Regions from separate parts of the Mus musculus genome. Here all the other regions are linked to region 3. The links are chromatin contacts, called in public Hi-C and HiChIP or PLAC-seq maps. All regions are on one chromosome and are shown on one strand. The core of a region is the stretch at or near the end of the contact, and the rest is flanking DNA. Distances in the headings are between cores, read along the strand shown. Region 1 has its middle 85 kb from the start of Bace2. Region 2 has its middle 72 kb from the start of Dscam. Region 3 overlaps Dscam (DS cell adhesion molecule).

Region 1 (3,788 bases), core at 1,275-3,774, 430 kb after region 3:
GAGGCTATCAGCAAAATTCTCAGCAGATGTGGGGTGGGTCCTGGAAGATTCTGGAAGAAAATAATAATCCTGTTCAGAATGTTATGTCAGCAAAATATCCTTCAGAAATGCAAGAGGTACTTCACCATAAAAACAAAACTTAAATATTTATGGTCGTCAGAGCTGACCTACAAGTCACTCTTCGGGACAAGGTCTCTCACTGAACTTGGAACTCATCAATTCCACTAGGCTTCCTGCCGATGAGCCCGGGGGGTGGGGGGCTCGTATCTCCACTTCCCCATTGCTGGGGTTATAGAGATAAGCTGCCATGCTTGGGTTTACATGGGTCCTAGGGACCTGAACTCGGGTCCTCATGCTTGCAGGACAAGTATTTTATTGGCTGGGCCACTCTCCAGCCATGAAAATTAAAAAGCAAAAACAAAAACAAAACAAAAAAAACCCAAACACTTAGACATCATTCAACTAATAAGTTTCCACAGGGGAAACTGACAACCACGAAGTGTTAGGTGACCCACAGAATGGGAGAAAATGTTTATAAATATAAAATTCCATCATGGCGAGAAAGGCCTGGCAACAGACAAGGAGAGCTTGGAAGCAGGAACAAGACACTGGCTGATGACATTTTCATCCCATACAGGAAGCAGACAGAGAGAACAGGAAGTGGAGCACCACTAAAGGTGGCTCCCCGTGACACACTTCCTCCAGCAAGCCTGAACATCCTAAAGGTTCCATAACCTCCCCAAACAGCTTCACCAACTGGGGACAAAGCATTCAAACACCTGAACCTGTGGGGACGTTTCTCATTCAGACCACCAGATACCATCCCACACCTCCGGATGCTGTTGCCAAGGAGATAAAAGGTAAGAATAGACGGTGAGGTGGAAAAATTAGAACCTTTACACTTTACGGGTATTTAAAGTGCTGTGGTCTCTGCAGGAAACAGAATAGTTTCTTCATACTTTAAAAACAACCTGTGGTGTGACTCAGCAAATCCCACTGCTGGGTTTATACATAACATGTACTACACACCAATATTTGCAACCTACTCCTACTGGCATCAAAGCAGCTGCAGGATGGACCAAGTGTAGGAGCTGCCTGGGTGTTTGTTAGCAGAAGAGTTGATAAAGAAAATAGGGGCCAGTGAAATATCTCAGTAGGTAGTGGTGCTTGTGGCTAATCCCACTGAACTGTTTGAGCCACAGGACTCACATGGAGAAAGGAGAACACCAGTTCCTACAAGTTGTCACCTGACTTTCACATATGTACCACGGGTCACACATGCACACACAACCACACAAATACACACACAAACATACACACACATACACACACACAGACATATGCATACACACTTACACACACTTATACATATATGCATACACATATGAAATAAAAGAGAAAACATGAAATGTACTTTATGTATTACACTGATGGAATAGTCCCATCCATAAGAAAAAGGAAATGTTGCAATTTGTGCAATCAGATGAAAGACGACAGCAAGCCAGACAGAGAGAGACAAACACTGGCCAGTAGGGTGTGGCTTGGTGGTAGAGCACTTGCCTAGTACATGCAATGTTCTAAGTTCTACTATCCTACACACACACACACACACACACACACACACACACACACACACACGTAGGAAGCCAACTCTAAGATGGCGCCGGTTTCCGGTGTGCCGTTGTCATAATCATAAACAACATCAGCGCAGGTGTAAGCCCGAGTCTGGCGCCAACCCCTCTCGAGCGGGTACATGCTAATTAGGTGACAGGAAGGGGTAGGGCAGACTTGCAGGGAGAGGTGAGACTAGGGTTGGAAATCATATTGGTGTCATCTCGTGCCCCTAACAAAGCACAATGACTGAATCCTTTCTGACAGGGCAATCCCAGAATGTACAAAATTAGAGACAATCTGAGGATGTAACAACACAGCCAATTGTTCTGCTGTCCAGCATGGGTGACAACGTCCTGAAGAGTGCCTAACAGACCCCTAACTAGGACAGCACCTCTGGGTGCCTCGGGAACTCAGGCATTTTGATTACCCATGCTAGCATTTATTTGATGTCGTTGGTCTGGCTCAGAGCCCTTTTTATAACAATCTCACAAATCAGGTGTAAAGGAAAGAAAAATAAATAAATAGAAAAGCCACAGCAGGCACCCTCCCGAAGGCAGTGGCATTATTTTATAATGTTTGATTTTGAATTTTTAATGAAGGTAGAAGGAAGATGGACTCTGCATATCAGGGAAGTGAGCAGAAAGAACCTGTTCTGGAATAAACAGGTCAGCTGGAAGGTGGGAGAGGCTTAGGAACCCCCGTAGTCCAGGAGTGCACTTGCACGTAGCTGAACGAGGTTTGGCAGAAAGCCAGCGTTCAGGACAAGTTGGCTTCAAGAGCACAGAAGAAAGACGGGAGCTCCCACGGGTCATTTCTTGCTTGGGCTCCCGAGCCAGGCTCCCCTGCACAGCTCTGCAGCCCCTGCAGCTGCGCAGCTCTGCTCTTCTCTGCAGACACAGGAGGGAGCCATGCTTCTCCGCCACCTGCTGGTTGTTTCCTGAAATGCAGGGTACACCTGGCCATCAGCGGCTTCCTGATCCTTCATAGTCCACCCTATTTCCTCTCTTATCGAAAGCAAAAGGTGGCCCAGACAGCCCTCTCTGCCAGGATATTTCACATCTGGTTCCTCTCTTTCACATGGCATCTAAATCTCTGTGGTTCTGAAATATACACAGAACAGGGAATTGTAAGGTGGGTGGGTGGATAGTATTCTGTGATGTTGACTGCAGGAATTCCTCTTCAAGTTTCTCTCTCTCTCTCTCTCTCTCTCTCTCTCTCTCTCTCTCTCTCTCTCTCTCTCTCTCTCTCTCTCTCCCTCCCTCCCTCCCTCCCTCCCTCCCTCCCTCTCTCCCCACCCCCCTTTTTTGTTTTTTCGAGACAGGGTTTCTCTGTGTAGCCCTGGCTGTCCTGGAACTCACTTTGTAGACCAGGCTGGCCTCGAACTCAGAAATCCGCCTGCCTCTGCCTCCCAAGTGCTGGGATTAAAGGCGTGCGCCACCCTGCTCGGCTCTTTAAATCGTTTTTTTTTTCTTTTGTTTTTTTTTGTTTTTTTTTTTTTCCTTCCTTCCTTTTTAATAGCATGTTACAGTGTGATGTCCCTGCTCAGGGCTACAGTGGGCACTGATCAAATCCTGTCTCCATTTATAAAATTTGACTTTTCTTTTTTGTTTTAATTGTATTCTATTTTATAGGTGCAGTGTGTACAGCATACATGTTCACATATGTGCAGGAACATGTGTATATGGGCACAGGTGCATATGTGTGCACATGCACCTGTGTATGCACATCATGAGCGCATCAGGTGTCTTCCTCAATCACTCTTCACTTTTTGTTTAAGACATATTTTATTTTTAGTTATGAGTATGTGTGTATGGGGGTTGAGCACATGCCTGCAATGCCAGTGGAGGCCCCAGGCATCAGATCTCCTGGAGCTGGAGTTACAGGTAGCTGTGAACTCCTGACGTAGGTGCTGTGAACGTCCTGATGTAGGTGTTGGGAATCAAACTCGGATCCTCTGCAAGAGCAAACAATGCCCTTCATCACATTTTATTTTGAGGCAGTTTTTCCACTCATGCCCAGAGTTGGTCTAGCTAGCCAGGATTACTCCAACGATTCTCTGTTTTCACATTTTATGTGCTGGACTTTAAAAAATTGCCATAATTTCCATGGGTGCTGGGGATTTGAACTCAGGTCCTCTGACCACTAAGGCAAAGTTGCATATAGAATGCAGACAG
Region 2 (3,882 bases), core at 245-2,744, 400 kb after region 3:
ACAGTGCAGATGCATCTGTACCAGCACTCCGCTGTGTACTTGTACACTTCCTCTCCCGTTGATCCACTGATCAAGCATTAGGTTGGTTTCTTTCAAAACACAGTTATATGTTTTTGTTTTAATCCCATGTGTGCGGTTAGAGGCTGCTTCACAGCAGGTGATTATGTTTTGCCTCCTGCATTAGCAGGGGTGTGGCTTTTTACCAGCTGCAGATAGTTTAATTCTGGGGACTCTGGATAGGGTATGAATGGGAAAGATTCGTGGCCTGTGGTCACTGCAGCTGGTTCCTACTGCTGCTGGTCTGTGTTGCTGCTGGTTCCTGCTGCATTTGCTATTGCTGGATTGCTGGGTTGCTGGATATTCTGACTACAGAGATTGGACTTGCCTCAAGTTACCTATGCCCCTAATCACCAGGAAGTAGTCTATAAAGATCTATTCCCCCTTTTCCCTCAAACCTTCTTTATCTCCTATCTAGTGCTGGAGGGTTGGAAAGAGATAGAGGTATAAAAACTGAATAAAATACCTTTTAAAAAAATAGCACCAACAGGCATCAGGCACATATAGAATACACATACAAGCAAAAGAATCACACACATGAAATAAAATAAATAAATATTTTAAATGTTTATTTTTGTAAAAAAAAATAGAACTACCACATGATGTAGCCATTGTACTACAGTGTACATATTCAAGGGGAATGAAGATGGAAAATTATTGTGTGACAGGTCCATGTGACATCACTGTCTCTATACCTCTCTCATGTGTGAGTGACGGCTTCAATTGATAGAACCTAGAGGGGGAAACCCCCACTCAACTCCTGATTTGGCGTGCACCCAAGAATCACAAACAGACTACCATCTTGATGTAAATACATGAGGACGTTTAATTACAGAGCTCCGGACCGACATGCATTCCACATAGGAGATAATAGGAGATAATGGATGTCAGCCACGAGGCTCGAAAGCTAGGGGTTTTTATGGGGTAAGGGGTTTAGGGGTGTGGAATTCAGCATAGCGACACACTATTGGCTTATTCAAACATTAACAGAAAGATTACAGGGCATCAGGACTTTGTTCCTGTGGGCTGGGGGCTTATCTTTATTCACATAGCAACCAGTTGATGTATGACTTTACCTGGTATCAAGGGGCAGTAGACAGAGGGGAGGTTCCGGCCAGGTGTTGTTGACCCAGACAAGATAGCCCTGCTTGTACAATCAAGCTGTTCTTAGGAATGTCTTAACAACAGCCCTGTCTGTTCTGCTTTGTTCTCAGCCCCAGGTTGGGGGCTCATAGACAACTCTTTTACATGAATCACAAGATACAAAATCTCATTTTCTTTCACAATCAGAGAGGCTGGAAGAGACCACAGTCATGAGGGGCTTCCCTTGGAGGCTGAGCATGGTGTCTCCACTTGTGTCTTGAATCTGTACCCCACCATCTCCTCTCAGACACTTGCTTTCCTGGGCTGTGGGTTCAGACTCTTTTGTGCTCACAGTAAAACCTAAATAACTTGGTTAGCCCATATCCTTCCTCTTTCCACATCTCCTTCAGTTACATCCTGCCATGGTTAATATTGATTGGCAACTTGACAAGATCTAGATTCACTTGGAGACAAACCTCTGTGCATGTCTGTGATGGAGTTTATAGACTGGGGTCAATGAGATGGGAAGACACACCCTAAATGTGGGTGACACTGTCCAAGGGGCTGGGGTATGGACTTCATACAAAGAAGAGAGCAAAAAGACATATATATGTCTGTGTCATCTCTGTGTGTGTGTTATTGCTGTCTCTCTCAATCTCTCTCTGTGTCATCTTTCTCTGTGTTATCTCTCTGTGTATGTCCTCTCTCTCTTTCTCTCTCTCTCTCTCTCTCTCTCTCTCTCTCTCCCTTTCCCTATCTCTGTGTCCTTTCTCTTCCTCTCTGTCTCTCTCTATGTGTCATCTCTGTGTGTTATCTCTGTCTCTCTTGATCTCTCTCTCTCCGTGTGTCTATGTTTGTCTCTGTGTCATCTCTCTGTGTTCTCTCTCTCTGTATGTCAACTCTCTCTCTCCCTCTGTGCTCTCTCTCTCCCTCTCTCCCTCCCTCTCTCTCTCTCTCTCTCTCTCTCTCTCTCTCTCTCTGTGTGTGTGTGTGTGTGTGTGTGTGTGTCTCCTAACTACAGATACAGTGTGACCAGGTGCCTCATGTTCTTGCTGCCATGACTTCTCCACTATGCTGGAACTGACACTCAAATTCCTGGGTCAAAATTAACCCTTCCCCCCTTAAGTTAGTGAGAAAAAAATGGTGAATTCACACCTCTGCCTACCATAATCAAATATCTCTGCTCCCTAGGCACAGCATTAATCAAGTGTCTAATTTAACTTCCTCCAACGCCTTGTGGCATGGAGACCATCTCTACAGTGGGGAGTGTATAGGTCATAAGGAGCTGGTATCTCTCTATGAAAGAATATTGTGAGAGTGGGTTTCTTCACCTGCCCTCTTGACCTTGTCCCCATCTATCATGAGATGTGACAGAAAGAGGACTTTTGCCAATGTCCTTATAACTTGGACTTCTCAATCTCCATAACTCTGAGAAAATAAATTTCTATCCCTATTTAATTACTGAGTCTCAGGTGTTGTTTTAGCATTGAAAATAAAATCAGGCATATGGATGGATCCCTCACCCCTTCCCCACCCCTTGCCTCTTACCTCCTGTAGCAGGCTAGAGAGTTGGCTCCAGGGTCAGAGACATGACCCTGGCACTTGTCTGCCATGCAATGGTGTGGGCAAGGGAGAGATGCCCTCCCTGTGTATGGCATGTGGGAAAGCTGGCCTGGCCTCTCACCAGTTTCAGCACTTGGGAGAGTATGCCCTGCCCCTTACCTGGACAACACAACAAGCTGAATCCTGCTGGTGTGGGTACAGGTAAGCCACCCCCAAGGGCATGAGAGCAAGAGAGATAGCTCTGCTCCTTGCTAGCTTTTGCATTAAGTGAGTTAGCTGGGGCAGGACTAGACAGTTCAGCCTAGTGATGTGGGTATGGGAGAGCTGGCAGACTGATCAACTCAGCTACCACCCAGGCCAAAATCCAGGACTTTGAATTGGCCCAGCCCAACATCTACCCCATCTTTGAATGGTGGGAATGCATGAAGGGGCCAGTCCTACAGATCCAAAGCTGCAGAATCTCCATGACACAGGGCAACAACAGGATATCCTTATCCTAGAGGAGTCCCGATGAGGATCTAGTATTGATAGTGTAGCAGGAGTCAGAGGCCTCAGACCAGATCAATGACTCATTGCAATGAACATTTACAAGTAAAGAACTATACATATACTGTGGGGCACACTGTCAAACATTACAGGTAGAGGGTGAGTATGGAAGGAGGGGAGATGAGTGAGACTGGAGTACAAGGTGTGAAATTCACAAAGAATCAATGAAAAGGTAGTTTTTTAAAAAAGCTTTTTAATAGAAAAGACTTATGAAAATGATGAAGAATGAAAGAACACAAGCCACAGAGACAGAAGCAAATCTTTCAGCTCAGGTGGGAACTGCCTTTGATCTAAATGCCAGTACTGAACATGAAGACCAGGCTGGCCCTAAACGGAGGGATGTACTAGGAGACCATGAGGGAGTGGGGGGGTCACTCACAGAAGGAATGCTGGCTTGGAGACTTGCAAAGCCTCACGCATATTTCCCCCATGAGAATTTGTAGGGCTGTGCAGTGGCACTAGAAATAGAAAGTCCATGATGGAGACAGGGACTGACATTCCCTGCCGTTATCCAGGGTTTGAGAAACCAAATCTCACTACACCGACAAGCCCTGCCATAAGCACAAAGCTGGTCTCTCTTTCAGTTCATATAGCCCTGTGTGTGCCTGGATTAAGGAAGAGCTAAGCTATGGA
Region 3 (3,688 bases), core at 479-2,978:
CGTAGAATTTTATCCCAGCATCTGTCTTCAGAAGTCTTTGCAACTGCACAGTGGGATCATGGTGGGAATGCGGGAACTTTCTTTGATGCCACTGTCATGTTGCTTCAGCTGTCCGGCCAAGGATGCTTAGTATCCAAACATGTGACATACATCAAGGAGTCCTGAAAGTTAGACATTATGCAGCCCTCATCATATAGCCAATAGCAAGGCTCTCTCTTCCTACCTGCAGACTAGCCATTGATCTGTCTGCATGCATGCCTGCTCTACACTGCATGATGCATGTCTAAGGAAACTCAGTGTCAGACCTGCATCTCCAGCCCATTTTTCACTCAGCATTCAAGACTGATACAGTCATAAAGACACAATGTTGACATCTCTTAGATGTTGTTATGGAATCCCACCGCACTAGGCCACCCCTAGGTGTCAGGATACAGTCCCACCACACCAGGTCATATGTGCTGCCTATTAAGATTCATACTGTGATCACAACTCTGTAGACTCACCTCTATTCCTTTCTCCCCTATCAGGCTTGAACCCTCTCAGAACTTTGAGTCCCATTCTCTCTCTTGATACCTCTTTTAGTACATTTCTAGTCTCAGCTCCTAGATTTAAGTTTTTAGCAGTGTTGCCCACATTCTCTATACCCATGGCCTCATTTTACCCAGGCTGAGCTTTATCATATCTTGATGGGAATGTATGTTGTTCACGAATATGATATTGGCTCGATGTCCCTCTCCTTCATGTAGAATAACAAGACAACATTGCATACTGTTCAACCTCTCATCTCCATTACTCACAATGACTCATCATTATATCCTCCAAGAGTACTTGTTAAATCGATACTCATATGAGGAAGTCTGTCATCATATCCATATTCAGAATGCTTTCTTAAATGAGGGAACAGCTCAGTAGTGAAGAGTTTGCCAGAAAAGCATGAGGACTAAAGTTTGGATCTCCAGAACCCACACCAAGCAGATGTGCTAGCTGCCTGTTATTCTAGTACTCAGAAGGCAGAGATAGGGAATCCCAGGGCAGGCTGGCTAGCTTCAGTAGCCAGAATCCACAAGCATCAGGTTCAGTGAGAGATCTTGTCTCACAAAACAAAACAACAAAGCAAAACAAAACACACTGTACAGTGATCAAGAAGACAGTTGGCATCAACCTGGAGGCTCCACACATATGTGCACACATACACATACACCAGCATAAGTGTATGACCACTACATGCAAATAGGCACACATATTCCACATACACATATACATGTATGGTAAAAAGAGAAAAAGCTATGACATATCATTTTAGATTCCAACGTGATTATTTCCTCATGTACAGACCATGAAAAGTGCTTTGCCCCTCTCCTGGAATAATCTCACTCTATTACCTGAAAGCAAACACATTTTAGGATTTTGATGCTAATTATTCTTTCATTAGACACTCAAGTTTTTGCTGTGCAGCTGGGTTAGGTCTTCAATAGAGACTGCAGAATGTTCAAAAGAAGATTTGAAAAGCATGCTTGATTTTTTTCTTTTTTACTCCAAACTATTTCCTCAGTTTGCTTTCTTTATCCCTTGCTACTTCTGTCTGAACTGAGCCAATAATAATTAAAAGAGCAGATGGCTCTGCTAATCAGATGTCGCCTGGTAACGCCACATAAAGAACCTGTCTAGGCTGTGCCTGCCACCTCGCACTGACAGCCGCACCCCCGCATGATGGTTCCTCAAGATGGCTTGCACAGCAGTGTTGAAAAGTCAGGAGACTGGAGTAAGAATCTAAGTTCTCAGTCTAGAGTGTTATGTGATGATCCTGGAAATGAATATATAACGTTTTAGAAACTGGAACGCTCAAATAGCATTAACGAAATTAGAAGGGGAAATAGGGTGACTTTCAAGCTCTCAATTTCTCTTAGTTCAGATGTAGGTCAGAGAGGAATTAGACTCCTGGCAGGGCTCTGCTATGCCCTCCATTCTCTGTGTTAGAGCCACCAGCAGGAGCTGCAGATGGGACCCCAGAGAACAGCCTGGGGACAATGGCCCCTTGAAGAACTGCATTGGCAGCTTTTATCTGAGAGAGCTGAAGGAGGGGTGGTGGCTTAAGATGGCTGGTATGAAGGTACAGCTAAAACATTCTCTGCCTAACATATTTTTAAGTTCTCTGACTTTGCCGTTATTTGGAAACAAGGTCATTGTAGTGGACTACCTCAGGACGAATCCCATGGGTGAGAGGGCCTGATGCTCCGTGATAGGATGTGAAAGTTCAGGCACAGAAATACCTGAGGACCAATGGAAATCCTGACAACATGGCTGACTGAAGCAGCCTGCTCAGGAGCTGATCTGCACTTGGAGGAACAGCCTGTTTCAAAGACTCCTGTGAGGGGAGTGAGAGGAAGAGGCAGGAGACAAAGAGCCCAGGGCAGTGACAAGAGGCACCAGAGGGGAGGACTTTGGAAAGCCACACTGGCCACTGTAGCCTCAGCCCTGTGTTTTCTACTGCATAGCCCGGGGTGTCCATGGTGCTTACAGTCTGGCTTTCCAGGGTCACACCAGGATGATGCTATTTCCCTGGGAGTACTGTTGCATGAAGTGTGGGAAAATCTGGGCTGTGTCACAATCTAACTATGCAAGATCCTCCATTAGCCATAACATTAAATAACCTGCTTGCAACAGCTATCAATGTATAATGTACACTTAAAAGACACTCTCAACTATTCCCCAGGACAAAATCAAAGACTAGGCTAAATGGAAATATGCCACATGTTCTAAGAACAGATGATTTGATGTTGTGAAAGTGTCAATTTTCTGAAAATACAAAGAAAGCAACTCATCTTCCTCCATTTCTGGACAAAGCCCAGTTAGAAGTCAACTGCATTGATGTCAATTAAAGCATGCTATTTCCATCCAGGAGACTAGAAAATTCTAAAGATATTTGAGAATACGTAATCTTGGTGGGGGGTAGAGGGAAATAAACATGTCTTATGGCATATAAACTGGCGAAACATTCCTGGGGAACCACTTGTGTGATTATTTTTAGTTGTAAGTACTCCCTATACTTCAACCCAGTGGGTCCTCTCCAAAGGCTCTGTCCTAAGTAAATTCATAGATTTAGCTATATAAAAATATAACTCAAAATACTCTTTCTGACACTTCAGAAAGAGTAGAATGAAATTTAGGGGTATTGAGTTAATTAGTAAGCTCATACTCATAGTGGTTAAAAAGGATAGTAAGGTAGAATTGCCAAAGTTCTGGAAAGATCTTCAAGGTAATCTATATGATACATAATGTACTATATATGTGCATATATAAATATAAATTTACATATGCAAATGAACAGAGGTACAGAAGTAGCAGATACTGAAGTGAGTTGGGGGAGGAGCAGACTACATTCTCTTTCTTATGCCCCCATTCCTTGCTATCACAGACACTGACTGGGGCAGTCTGCTCCAAGAGGAGTCAGTGGGTGTGGCTCACAGCATATGCATTACAAAGCCCTGGTAACTTGGAGACACAGGAGGATCAGGAAGGCTAGGGTGGCACAGACGTGTCAAAGGTGGCCTAATTTCTCTTGTTTTCCAGGCTAGCCCACTGGTGGGCATGGATGTAGCAGAGAGAAACACTTTCAACATTTCTTCCATCTTTGTCATCCCTGCTTTCTAAACACCTAAGCAGCCATGTTCCCACCTCCTTATCCCCG

Evidence for each region. Hi-C and Micro-C count contacts between places; a contact is called where the count stands out from the background. HiChIP or PLAC-seq counts read pairs in DNA pulled down with a chosen protein or histone mark.
Region 1: a contact with region 3 is called in a Hi-C map of cerebral cortex, with 4 times the contacts expected there. The contact joins two enhancer-like sites. A contact is called at or near these places in 3 of 15 datasets of contacts at CTCF or cohesin (embryonic stem cells, pro-B cells and stem cell-derived epiblast-like cells), 49 of 484 Hi-C or Micro-C datasets (the N1E-115 cell line, Sertoli cells, bone marrow-derived macrophages and 29 more) and 8 of 115 datasets of contacts at active chromatin or transcription factors (astrocytes, bone marrow-derived macrophages, embryonic basal ganglia and 5 more).
Region 2: a contact with region 3 is called in an H3K4me3 HiChIP or PLAC-seq map of bone marrow-derived macrophages, with 5 times the contacts expected there. The contact joins two enhancer-like sites. A contact is called at or near these places in 1 of 484 Hi-C or Micro-C datasets (bone marrow-derived macrophages) and 2 of 115 datasets of contacts at active chromatin or transcription factors (bone marrow-derived macrophages and embryonic basal ganglia).

Annotation. Positions count from the first base shown.
Region 1 is chr16:97,269,942-97,273,729 of GRCm38.p6, forward strand. No RefSeq gene overlaps it. Among named protein-coding and RNA genes, the nearest start is that of Bace2, 85 kb to the right of the region's middle. Within about 2 kb of position 2,525, at least 38 of the 459 cell types and tissues checked have an H3K27ac peak or open chromatin away from gene starts, as enhancers often do. A contact at or near this core is called in bone marrow-derived macrophages, brain, cerebral cortex and 1 more, where this site is marked.
Region 2 is chr16:97,240,342-97,244,223 of GRCm38.p6, forward strand. No RefSeq gene overlaps it. Among named protein-coding and RNA genes, the nearest start is that of Dscam, 72 kb to the left of the region's middle. Within about 2 kb of position 1,495, at least 30 of the 459 cell types and tissues checked have an H3K27ac peak or open chromatin away from gene starts, as enhancers often do. A contact at or near this core is called in bone marrow-derived macrophages, where this site is marked.
Region 3 is chr16:96,842,208-96,845,895 of GRCm38.p6, forward strand. The region is part of intron 3 of Dscam (DS cell adhesion molecule); the gene reads right to left. Among named protein-coding and RNA genes, the nearest start is that of Gm32432, 38 kb to the right of the region's middle. RefSeq lists an enhancer at 3,393-3,688. Within about 2 kb of position 1,729, at least 33 of the 459 cell types and tissues checked have an H3K27ac peak or open chromatin away from gene starts, as enhancers often do. A contact at or near this core is called in bone marrow-derived macrophages, brain, cerebral cortex and 1 more, where this site is marked.